2 separate regions of the Sus scrofa genome follow, and region 2 is linked to region 1. A link is a contact called in public HiChIP or PLAC-seq data. All regions are on one chromosome and are shown on one strand. The core of a region is the stretch at or near the end of the contact, and the rest is flanking DNA. Distances in the headings are between cores, read along the strand shown. Region 1 has its middle 140 kb from the start of BCL6. Region 2 has its middle 85 kb from the start of LPP.

Region 1 (5,597 bases), core at 298-2,797:
AAATCTCATTTAACTATCATAAAAATCTTGTAATTTAGGCCATATAATTATGCCCCCCACCCAAGTTTTACAAATTATGACATTGATATTCTGGGAGGTTAAGTGCCTTACCTGAGGTCTCCTAGTAGATAATTGGCAGAGCTGGGATCTGGAGCCAGGTTACTACCCCAAAGCTACCCATTTCCATCCTACCGAGTGATGTCCTAAATTGCCAAAAGATCTTGTGCAATCATCCATGTCCCGTCCCCCACTCTGGCCTTCGATTCTACATCTGCAAAGTGAGAGGAATTAAATTATGCCTGGCATCCCATCCAGGTCCCAGTGTCTCTGATTAAAAGCGTATGTTCAGGAATGGACCCTGCTTGCTGCCGGGATCCTTGTGCATCTTGAAGCCCAGGCCCAAGGGGCTGGAGCCTGGAGCTGCGCCCAAACACAGCCTGGCTTGGCGTTCAGCACTCTATCTGGCTGCCAAAAGGCCAGAATTCTCTAGAGAATATGAGTCCAATCTGGCCAACTTCTGATGGCCTTAAGTTATCCTCTGACCTCGAACTTCTGATTATCTGAAGTTTATTAAAAAAAAAAAAAGGGCTTAGGAATAGACATTATATCTCTCTGGAGACCCGCTTCCTTTCTTCCTTTAATTACATTCGTTCAACAACAGGGAATGGGAACTAGGCGTCAAGCAGCGTGTCTGTAATCTTTGCTTCTGCTTTTTTTGCAAGTCACATCAAAAGCAGGATTACCAAAAATGTTCCCGGAGTTCCTGTCGTGGCTTAGTGGTAATGAACCCAACTAGTATACATTGAGGACACCGGTTCAATCCCTGGCCTTGAAAAGTGGTTAAAGATCCAGCATTGCCATGAGCTGTGGTGTAGGTCTCAAATGTGTCTCGGATTCTGCGTTGCTGTGGCTGTGGCCAGGCCAGCAGCTGTAGCTCCAATTTGACCCCTAGCTTGGGAACTTCCATATGCTGCGGATGCAGCCCTAAAAAGACAAAAAAAAAAAAAAAGGAGATTCCTTGGCAGGAGGGTTTGTGAAGCCATGTGGCTTCCTCTTGAGAAAGAAAGGAAGACCTAGGTTACATGCATCTTTAAAGTATGAAGATGTGAAATCTATCACATTTGCTAATAACAATGTCTGATATTCAGAGCTGGTCCACTTCAATTACTTTTCTTTTAAATTTTTTCCCCTTTTTGGCTGTGCCTGTGGCATACATAAATTCCTGAGCCAGGGACTGAACCCAAGCCACAGCAGTGACAAAGCCAAATCCTTAACTGCTAGATCACTAGGGAACTCCCAATCGCTTTTAAAAACAGCTTCTTTACTGTCTTGCAAAGGAAATAGGTGAGGAAAATGCTTTCTGTATCTGGCTCCAAGATCAATTGTAAGGCTCAAAGGTAACATTAGATTTAAAGCACAATTCTTTTTCTTCTGCATGATTCCTTCCCCATTTTTGATGGGATGTGAAATGACTCAACGTCACTCAGGAAGCACATTTCTGAGCCATGCTGCAGAGAGTCTTTCTGCATCTTGACCCAGTGTTGCTTCTCCTAGGTCAAGCACCTTGCTTTGGATCTCAGCCATCATCTGGTTTCATTCTGTAGAGACTCAGGTGAAAGATCCTCCTGCCCCCAGGAAAAGGGCCTTTCTCTGCCACTATCCCAGGGCTCTGCATAAGCTGAGGCTGAGGGCCACTCTCTTCTAGCCTCTCTGCCTTCTAAGTTAAGGAGCTGGTTTTGGTTTCATTTCTACTAGAGTGAGGAAAAAAAAGGAGCTGATTTGATCCTTGCTCCACTCCCAGGGCAGAGATCGCTCAGACTTCTCTCCCACAGCCCTCTGTGTGCTGCCAACAGTCCCACAGGCATAAAGAAGAGGGCAATTGCGAGAGTCTGGGGACAGCAGTTTCACAATTCACCACAAGGCTCCAGGGCAGCTTGGAAGAGATGGTTGTAGCCATGTGGGGCAGTAGGTAGAATGCTGGCCTAGACTCCAGTTACTACTCTGCCACTGAAGCACTGTGTGACCTTAGGCACGTTACTGAACCTCTGTAGGCCTCTTTTTCCTCAAGTGTCAAACTAGGAAATCAGATGCTTTATAGAGTAGAAAATTTTCAGATTTGAAAAGTACTTTGGGTATCATCTAGCTCATCCTGTTTAGTTTGTACACTTGGAAACTGAGGACTAGAGAAGGGGAGTAACTTACTAATGACAGGTAAATAACAGGGTAATTTCTAGAAGACAAGACTTCATGTTGCAGTGCTGCTTTGTCTTCTGGATAATTTCCAAGGTTCTCCCCAGCTCCATGAGTCTATACTTTAAAGGCACAGTCCCTTATCAGCTCTGGCTGTCGTCTTTGGGCTTGGTATTGTGTTGGTCACCGCGTGCTTCCTTTGGAACTCTTGGTGACACTGCTTCTGTCCAGATACTTTCCCCATTACAGGATTCTTCAATTTCGTGTAAGGCTGGGCAAATGATCTGCTTAGCCACACCTCTGGCAGTCCTGTTGTAATGCTTATAATGGTCTAGGCTCATTTCAGACAGAAAATTCAGACAGGGTGTTGGGCAAGAGCAGGGTCAGCTTGGTGACTTGGCCTCGTGTATAGACAGAGACATTGCAGTAACTGCCAAGAGACCTATGTCCAGCTTGGCCCCTGAGTCACTTAGTGACCTTGAACAAGCCACATTTCCCTTCCAAGCCTCAATATCTCCATATTTAAAACTTGTTGATTGAAGTAGATAATTCCTAAGGTACCTTCCAGCTCTGCTATTCCATAGCAGAAACTTGCCCAAACTTTTAATTCCTTAGGGGATCTTGCTTAGAAACTAAGAGAATGATCTTCATCACAGGAAGTCTGAGAATGCTTGCAGGATAATAAAATAAGTATTAGGCAAAAAAATAAGAATTTTATGTAGCCCTTTGCTTTTGGATCATATTTTCTAATGTCTATATCAAATAATTGCGTCATAACCATGTTTCAATTTTCATATGAAGAGAGGAAGAAGGAGAAATAGAAGTAACAATTGCTATAGAAATTAGCCAAGCTTTATCAAAATACGATCTCATTTGGTAGGACATAACTGGATCCTCAGCTTCATAGATGTAGATTCTGCCTTCAGCACTCATATCTACCAGGGAGCTCCAGCATAGAGATAAGGGAGCCAAATACAAAGGATGAGATTTTAAAGCCTGTATAAAGGACAGAGGGGAGAGAGATCACTTACTGTTTAGGGGTATCAGAAAAGTCTTCATGGAAACATTTGCATTTGATTTTGGCTTGGGGAAATAAATAGTCAATGAGAAGCACGAGGAGGCCAATCAGAGGAAATACTATGAACAAAGGCAGAAGCAGGGAAAGCATGTGAAGTCTGGTGACCCGTGAATTGGTAGTTTGTTTGGCTAGGGCACAAAACTGTGATATTATTAGTCAGAAAGAAGACTAATTGAATTCATGTGTTATACCTCCCTGGCTAACACATAAGTTATGTTAGGGCAAAAATATTTGTTCAATTCATTTTTGTAACCCTATCAAAGATGACACATAATCATTTCTCAAAATTCATTTAATGAATAAAATAAATTATATTATGTGGTAATTTTTCCTGCAAACCATCCATGCACTGTGTAAACATAAGTCAATTTTAACATGATACTTATCGTGTTGACTGTTGCGGATTTGAAGTGCCATCCCTCAGCCCTTTGAACGTAGATAGGTGATTTCATCTGGGGAAGGAGGTTGTGTCATATTCATCTGCTTCTAGCAGTTCAAATGTGATATGTACAAGAGGCTGAATTCAGCAACTCTGATGCAGAAATAAGCCCAACAACCATAGTCCCTTGGATAGCCTATGGGGCCAGTTCTAGGAGCAATAGAACAAAGAAGACCCTAGAAAACATCCATGGGTTATAACAAACGAAATCTAAGGTAATGGGTTGGTAAGTGTTCAGTGAGTTCGTATCACTTAGCAGTGTAGTATCTAGAGTGTTGCAGAAAGGATGAAAACAAATATGGACTTTTATGTACCTTGGCTATGTTAGACAATAATAAGCTTATGGGAGTTCCCATTGTGGCTCAGTGGTAATGAACCCGACTAGTATCCATGAGGATGTGGGTTCAATCCCTGGCCTCACTCAGTGGGTTAAGGATCCTGCATTGTTGTGCGCTGTGGTGTAGGTTGAAGATGCATTCGACCCCTAGCCTGTGGCCATAATAATAATAATGATAATAATAATAATAAGCTTACATGTTTAATAAAGTTGTATAGAACTAAATAAACACAAAAAGGGGAAATACAAATAAGAGAGATGGACTGTATTAATGGCAATATCTTTGTTGTGATATTGCTCTAGAGTAATGCAAGATGTGTCATTGGAAGAAACTAGATAAAGGGCACATTCTATCTCTTCGTACTATTTCTTATGCCTGCATGTGAATCTATAAATATCTCAGTAAAAATTTTATTTTAAAAATAGGGCCGAAATAGATTCATATTGAATTCTGTAAAACTTCAAAGGAACAAGTTATATTAATAGTCTACAATCTCTTCCAGAAGATAGAAGCAGAGGAAATACTTTCTAAGTCATTTTATGGAATAAACATTGCCATAATACCAAAACCAAAGACAAGGAAAAAAAGAACAAAACTACAGACCAATATTTCTTATAAACACAGATGCAAAGATACGCAAAGTTAAACCTAACAATGCATAAAAACAATTATATACCTTGACCAATTGGGATTTATTTCAGTATGAAAAACTTGTTTCACATTCAAAAATCAATTAATGTAATCCAATATATCAACAGGCTAAAAAAGAAAAACCACATGATCTTATCAAAAGATGCAGAAAAAGCTTTTGGCAACATCCGACACTCATTCATGATAAAAATTCTCAGCAATCCAGAATAAGAGGGGAAATTCAACTTGATAAAGAACATTTACAAAAAAATCTAAGCTAATGTCTTACTTAATGAAACTCAGTTTTCCCACTAAGATCAAGAATAAGGCAGGGATGTGTTCTCTCACCATTATTTTTCAACATCACATTGGAAGTGCTTGCTAATGTAATAACACATGAAAAGTAGTAAAGGGTATATAGATTGGGAAGAAAGAAATTAAAATTTGTTCTCAGTTGACATGACTGTCTATGCAGCAAATATGAAAGAATCAACCAAAACACACACACACACACACACACACACACACACACACACACACACACACCCAAAAATCTCTTGCAGTCAAATACTCTTTCCTTGAGTGATACCTCCTAAAAAAAAATCCCTTGGGATTAATGTGATTATAGTAAGGTTGCAGGATAAGATGTATATATAAAAATCAATTGCTTCCCTATAGACTAGTAGAATTTGAAATTAAAAACAGCACATATACATTAGCACTCTGAAAAAAATGAAATACTTAGATATAAATCCAATATAATATGCATAAGATCTATATGAGGAAAACCACAAAACTCTAATAATAAACATCAAAGATGGACTAAATAATGAAAACATATTTTAGGTTTATGGTGGGAAGACTAAATACTGTAAAGATGCTAGCTCTTCCCAACTTAATCTATAGATCAATACAATCCCAA
Region 2 (4,917 bases), core at 172-2,671, 170 kb before region 1:
TTGAAGATAACTGTGGCAGGTGAGATGGGACTGGGGCCGGTGGATTCTGAACACAGATCCCAGGAAAGGCTGTGATGGCTGGAGTCCTTGGCATAGGAGGCTGGGACAGGTAGCTTGAGAGCTCTGCAGACTCTGTCACATGGCCCAAGTCACCTACACAGCAGAAGCTTTCACACCTCCTCCAGGAGAGTTTATTCATCAAACACTAACTGGTATTCTCAGATGTTCCCAGCATAGTGTCTGATAGGGAAAGGTGAGTCATGCCAGTTCCTGCAACACTAGGGACGCTCCTGGCGACCAAGGGTTGCAAGTTTAGTTACACGGGAAGGAGGCTTAGTCACATCCTCCTGCCCTGGGTTCCAGAGCCCATCTACCAAGCTGCGCTTCAGCTTCTGTCATGGTGTGTGGTCATTTATTTGTCTGCGTGTCTGCTTCTCCTTTTAGAACGTGTGTTCCTCTGGAGCAGAGACCAGATCTTAGACTGGTCTCCAGTCTGGCTTCAGCGCACGTTGAAATATAGTCAATGTTTGTGTACTGAATTGATATGTGGGCAAATTCATTTATTCATCTGTTCATTCATTCACTCATCATCCAATGTCCATTTGCTGATCTCCATTATGTTACAACTCCCTCTAATACCAGAGGTTTAAAAAAGCAGTGGCTTTGGAGTTCCCGTCATGGCTCAGTGGTTAACAAATCCGACTAGGAACCATGAGGTTGCGGGTTCGATCCCTGGCCTTGTTCAGTGGGTTAAGGATCTGGTGTTGCCGTGAGCTGTGGTATAGGTTGTAGATGCGGCTTGGATCCTGCATTTCTGTGGCTCTTGTTTGGGCCGGCAACTACAGCTCTGATTAGACCCCTAGCCTAGGAATCTCCATATGCCACAGGTGCGGCCCTAGAAAAGGAAAAGAGACAAACAAACAAACAAACAAACAAACAAACAAAAAGAATCAATAGCTTTACTCTGAGTCTCAGCGGTGGCTCATGCAGGAGGAAAAGAAAGTCCTGTCCCAGCCCCCTCGTCACACCCACAGAGACCCCTGGCTTCTCATCCTTTGTCAGCCCCAGTGGTAATTCAGAGCTGGCTGTGGAAAAGACCCCTCAGATACTGAAAAATGAGTTCTGGAAAAAAGTCTTCCCATATACCCTGTCTTCCTTCTTCTATTTAGAACAATGATTTCCTCCCTTTATTATGTTCCTGAGACACTGGAGGAATGGCTTGGCAAGCCATGGAACCAATCCCCAAATTGTCATCCTCTGATGGCATCTACATTTCCCTAGAAGCCCATGTGGAGCCCAAGAAGACTGCATCCTCAGCAGGGGCTTTCTTACGGGGATTTTATGGTTATTGGCTAGAAAGCCAACGAGGCAACGGTCACGGGCTAAAGAGCCAAAGAAAGTCCTCCAGGCTTGCATGACTCAGCCCCAGGAGTGGCTCACTGCATGTTAAAATCAAGGGATGTGCTGAAGCAAGGCAAGGCACAGGAAGCTATCTGAGATAAAAGACATCATCTATCAAAATGCAATTCCAGACTCCTCTTCTAACTCCTGGCGGGAAGGAATTGAAATAATCATGGTCTCTCCTTTGAGCTGGTCAAAGTCACGGAGCCCTGAGGTCCTGGGAGTGTCTTGGCAGGAGTGATCTTGGACAAGTCCTTGACCTGTTCAGTTTTCCAGGCTCTTATCTGTCAAATGAACAGGCTGATTAATTCCCAAGGTGTTTGTAAGCTCTGACAGTGAATTCTATGCTATCCAACTGTTTTATGATTCCTGGATATCCTGAGGTGAATTTCCAGGCATAAAGTCCTTGTCTTATGATTCCCCCAATGTACGTCTGGGTGGCCTGAACCCCCGTCTCTACATGAGGCCCCATATATCCATTAGCAGGATCTGGGAGACCAGCAGAAGAAACCCTTCTCCTCCAGGGCCTGACACTGTGTTAGCAATGACCTCTGTGGAGTTTAAGCTGAATACTGGACCAAGAAGTCGAACATGGGTTAGTGTCTACATCAACTATGACTCACTTAATCCCTTAAGGCTCATCTCTGATGAACCCTCTTTTATGAAGCTTTCCCAGATTCCATCTAGAAGATTCTGTTCCTTCCCTGTTCTCCTCTTAGTTTGCTTATCAGTTTGTGAGGGGTAGGGGCTAGCAGGCAGAGTCACATAGCTTCCCACAGATCCCAGGAGAATTTTGTGCATGGTAGGAGCTCAATAAACATGAATCAGCAACCTGAGGAATTTGCGATCAAGATTTGAATTAGGTAGGGATTTAGATTGACAGGTAGACAAACAAATTTCTATAATCTCCTTGGTGCTGGGTTAATGACTCTCAACCTGGAATCCCTGGAGCCCAGAGGTCTATTTGGGTAGTAATGGGAGTAAGGAGGGAGTAGAGAGAATTACTGGATTGTAATGACAAAGCCCAACTCATGTTGGCTAAAGCAGAAATGGGGCGCTTCTTGGGGGCAGAGCTGGCTTCTGGTTTGACAACCAAGGCCTTGAGCTGTTGTCAGCTTCTATTCTCTGGCTCTAATCTTTACCCCCTTCTGTTCTGGTTCAATGCTTGGGCACACCCTCGTGGTGGCAAAACAGCAGATAGCAACCCCAGGGAAAATGGAAACCCATTTCTTCCCTAACTTTTTCAAAAGTGTGCTGGGCTTATCTCTCAAAGTTTATTGTGAGTTAACAACCCTTGTAGCCAAAGAGGAAGTGGAGTTGGGTTGATTTTGGTTCAAGTCCTTTCCTGGAGCTGGGGAAGTTCTGGGGACTGACGTGGGGGAAGGTGTTTCTAAAGAAAAAAGAAAGGGAAAGGAAGGAAAAGGGGGTGGTGCTGTAACCAGAAGAAAGGAGATTAATACTATGGTAAAATCCATAAATTGGTGTCTTCAAAATATTTTCAGTGTTTCAAAAAGCCTAATAGAAACCCTTGTTTTACTAATGTTGAAGTCATAGATGCTAATTAACACATCAATTTTTTTTTTGCCTTTGACTGAAATTATATCAACTCAGTTTAAAAAGATTAGATCTTTCTTTCTCTCTCTTTTTTGGCTGCACCTGCAGCATGCAGAAATTCCTGGGCTAGGGATCACACTTGTGCCATGGCAGTAATAATGCCAGATCCTTACTCAACTGAGCCACCAGGGAACTCCTGAAAATGTCTTATTGATCAGAAGCACTTTTTTTTTTCCCCCTATCAGAAGCACTTTGCCTCATAAGGAATGGAAAGGAAAATTAATTTCTGGCACATCCCATTTAATAACACAGATTTGTTTTAACTGTAATTACTGTGACTTTTCCCCTTGAAACTTGTATTTGTATCATACATATCATATCATAAATATTTCTATCTGGCGTCCAAGGTTAGTGTATGCTCTTAGCCATTACAAGCCAAATAAAATTGAAGGTGCTCTTTCAGCCAATAATCATTACTGCTTCACCCTACAAGTGGTTCTCAGCCAATGGGCGCTCCAACAGCAGTTTGAAAATTGAGTCATGGCAACTTGTGTTTTTCCCCTCTGGGACCCTCTCTTTCCGCCATATATGTTGTGCTCTAGTTCTTGCTTTGCTGTGGGAGTCTAAGCATTGGAGGAAGATGAAGAAACAAAGTTGAGTAACTTACTGGGGCTTAAAATGCAAAACTCAGGAGGCCTTCAAAGAAAGTGTCCAGAGTCAAGATGTAGAAGTAATTAGGCAATTGTGGAAATCTTTAGACATCAGGGAGGGCCTGGTGAGCACATCTGAGCCCAGGGGGGGAAATCCTGTAATTATAGGTAGGAGAAGACAGGGCAAGGGCAAGTCATATCTTTAGGGCATCAGAAGGAACCAGAAGATCCATTGCCTAGGAGAGCCTGAGGCTGGGAACAAGCTCTTTTTCTGGTCAAGTTACAATAGCTGGCTCTCTCGTTTTAAGGGTTCACAAATCCTAAAGAAAAAATTTTTTAACTGCTTTATGTAATCATTAGGATATCTTAAGGAAGGAAAAAAGAACATCTCTGCCTAGTATTCCTTATCTTCAAGGAACTCACTCTCTGCTCAGTTTTGTTTTGTTTTGTTTTTTTTCCCCTCTGTGGTTCAAGTTGCTTAATCTGGAGCATCATCCTGCATAGTGTTCTTTAGATCCAAGGCAGGAATAGGGTCTAGAGAACCAGGCACTTCCTGGATCTTCCTGCCTGAGGACAGACGGTGAGCTGCAGAGACAACGTCTGAGGACCTGCAGTCGAGAAAAGGAGCACAAGCGACAGAGAGCATGCTAGGATGGCATGCCGTGAGGAGGATCTGGCAGGGAACCCCTGAACCCTTCCTTGGTTCCCACTGAGCTCTGTGTGAGTGAATCTCTGTATTTGCGTTAAATGCTCCTGTGGCACATGGCTTGCCTGGGTTGCTGAGGTAACCTAGAGTGAAGCAGGGACCCTGACCCGTCTTCTCAAGTCAGAAGATCTCCACTGCCTGAGTCAGGAAGTGGTCTTAGAGGTGACCCTTGTCCACACTCCTCATAAGGGGAAACTGAGGCTTGAGAAGAGGGGAAGATCTGCCTACAGCCGGTAGGATTTGGGGTATGTTTGTTCTACCATCTAGTTGTATCAAGATCAACTAGGAGTGCCAGTTAAAATGCTCATGCTTGGGAGCCACAGCAGACGTGAAATTTGGTGCTCTGAAAGCAGGCCCAGGAATCTGCATTTTAGCCAGTACCGCACGTGCTTCCTAGACACCCCAAGTTGGAGAGGTACTGGTCTAGAGTTCCAAAGCTGGTTCAGTATGGACTCTGCAGAAGGACTCCTGAGTCAGGGCTCATGGCTGCTCTGACAGCAGGAGCCAACCAGAGCTGGTGACAGCAGAGAAAGACCAAGCCAGCAGAGTGAAATGGGGAGCTACCGAGAGTGAGACTTTGTTTCTAATTCTTCCTGCACTTTGAGA

The links. HiChIP or PLAC-seq counts read pairs in DNA pulled down with a chosen protein or histone mark.
Region 2: a contact with region 1 is called in an H3K27ac HiChIP or PLAC-seq map of alveolar macrophages. The contact joins two enhancer-like sites. A contact is called at or near these places in 2 of 2 datasets of contacts at active chromatin or transcription factors (alveolar macrophages and skeletal muscle).

Annotation. Positions count from the first base shown.
Region 1 is chr13:125,523,656-125,529,252 of Sscrofa11.1, reverse strand. No RefSeq gene overlaps it. Among named protein-coding and RNA genes, the nearest start is that of BCL6, 140 kb to the right of the region's middle. Within about 2 kb of position 1,547, at least 26 of the 83 cell types and tissues checked have an H3K27ac peak or open chromatin away from gene starts, as enhancers often do. A contact at or near this core is called in alveolar macrophages, where this site is marked.
Region 2 is chr13:125,695,270-125,700,186 of Sscrofa11.1, reverse strand. No RefSeq gene overlaps it. Among named protein-coding and RNA genes, the nearest start is that of LPP, 85 kb to the left of the region's middle. Within about 2 kb of position 1,421, at least 10 of the 83 cell types and tissues checked have an H3K27ac peak or open chromatin away from gene starts, as enhancers often do. A contact at or near this core is called in alveolar macrophages, where this site is marked.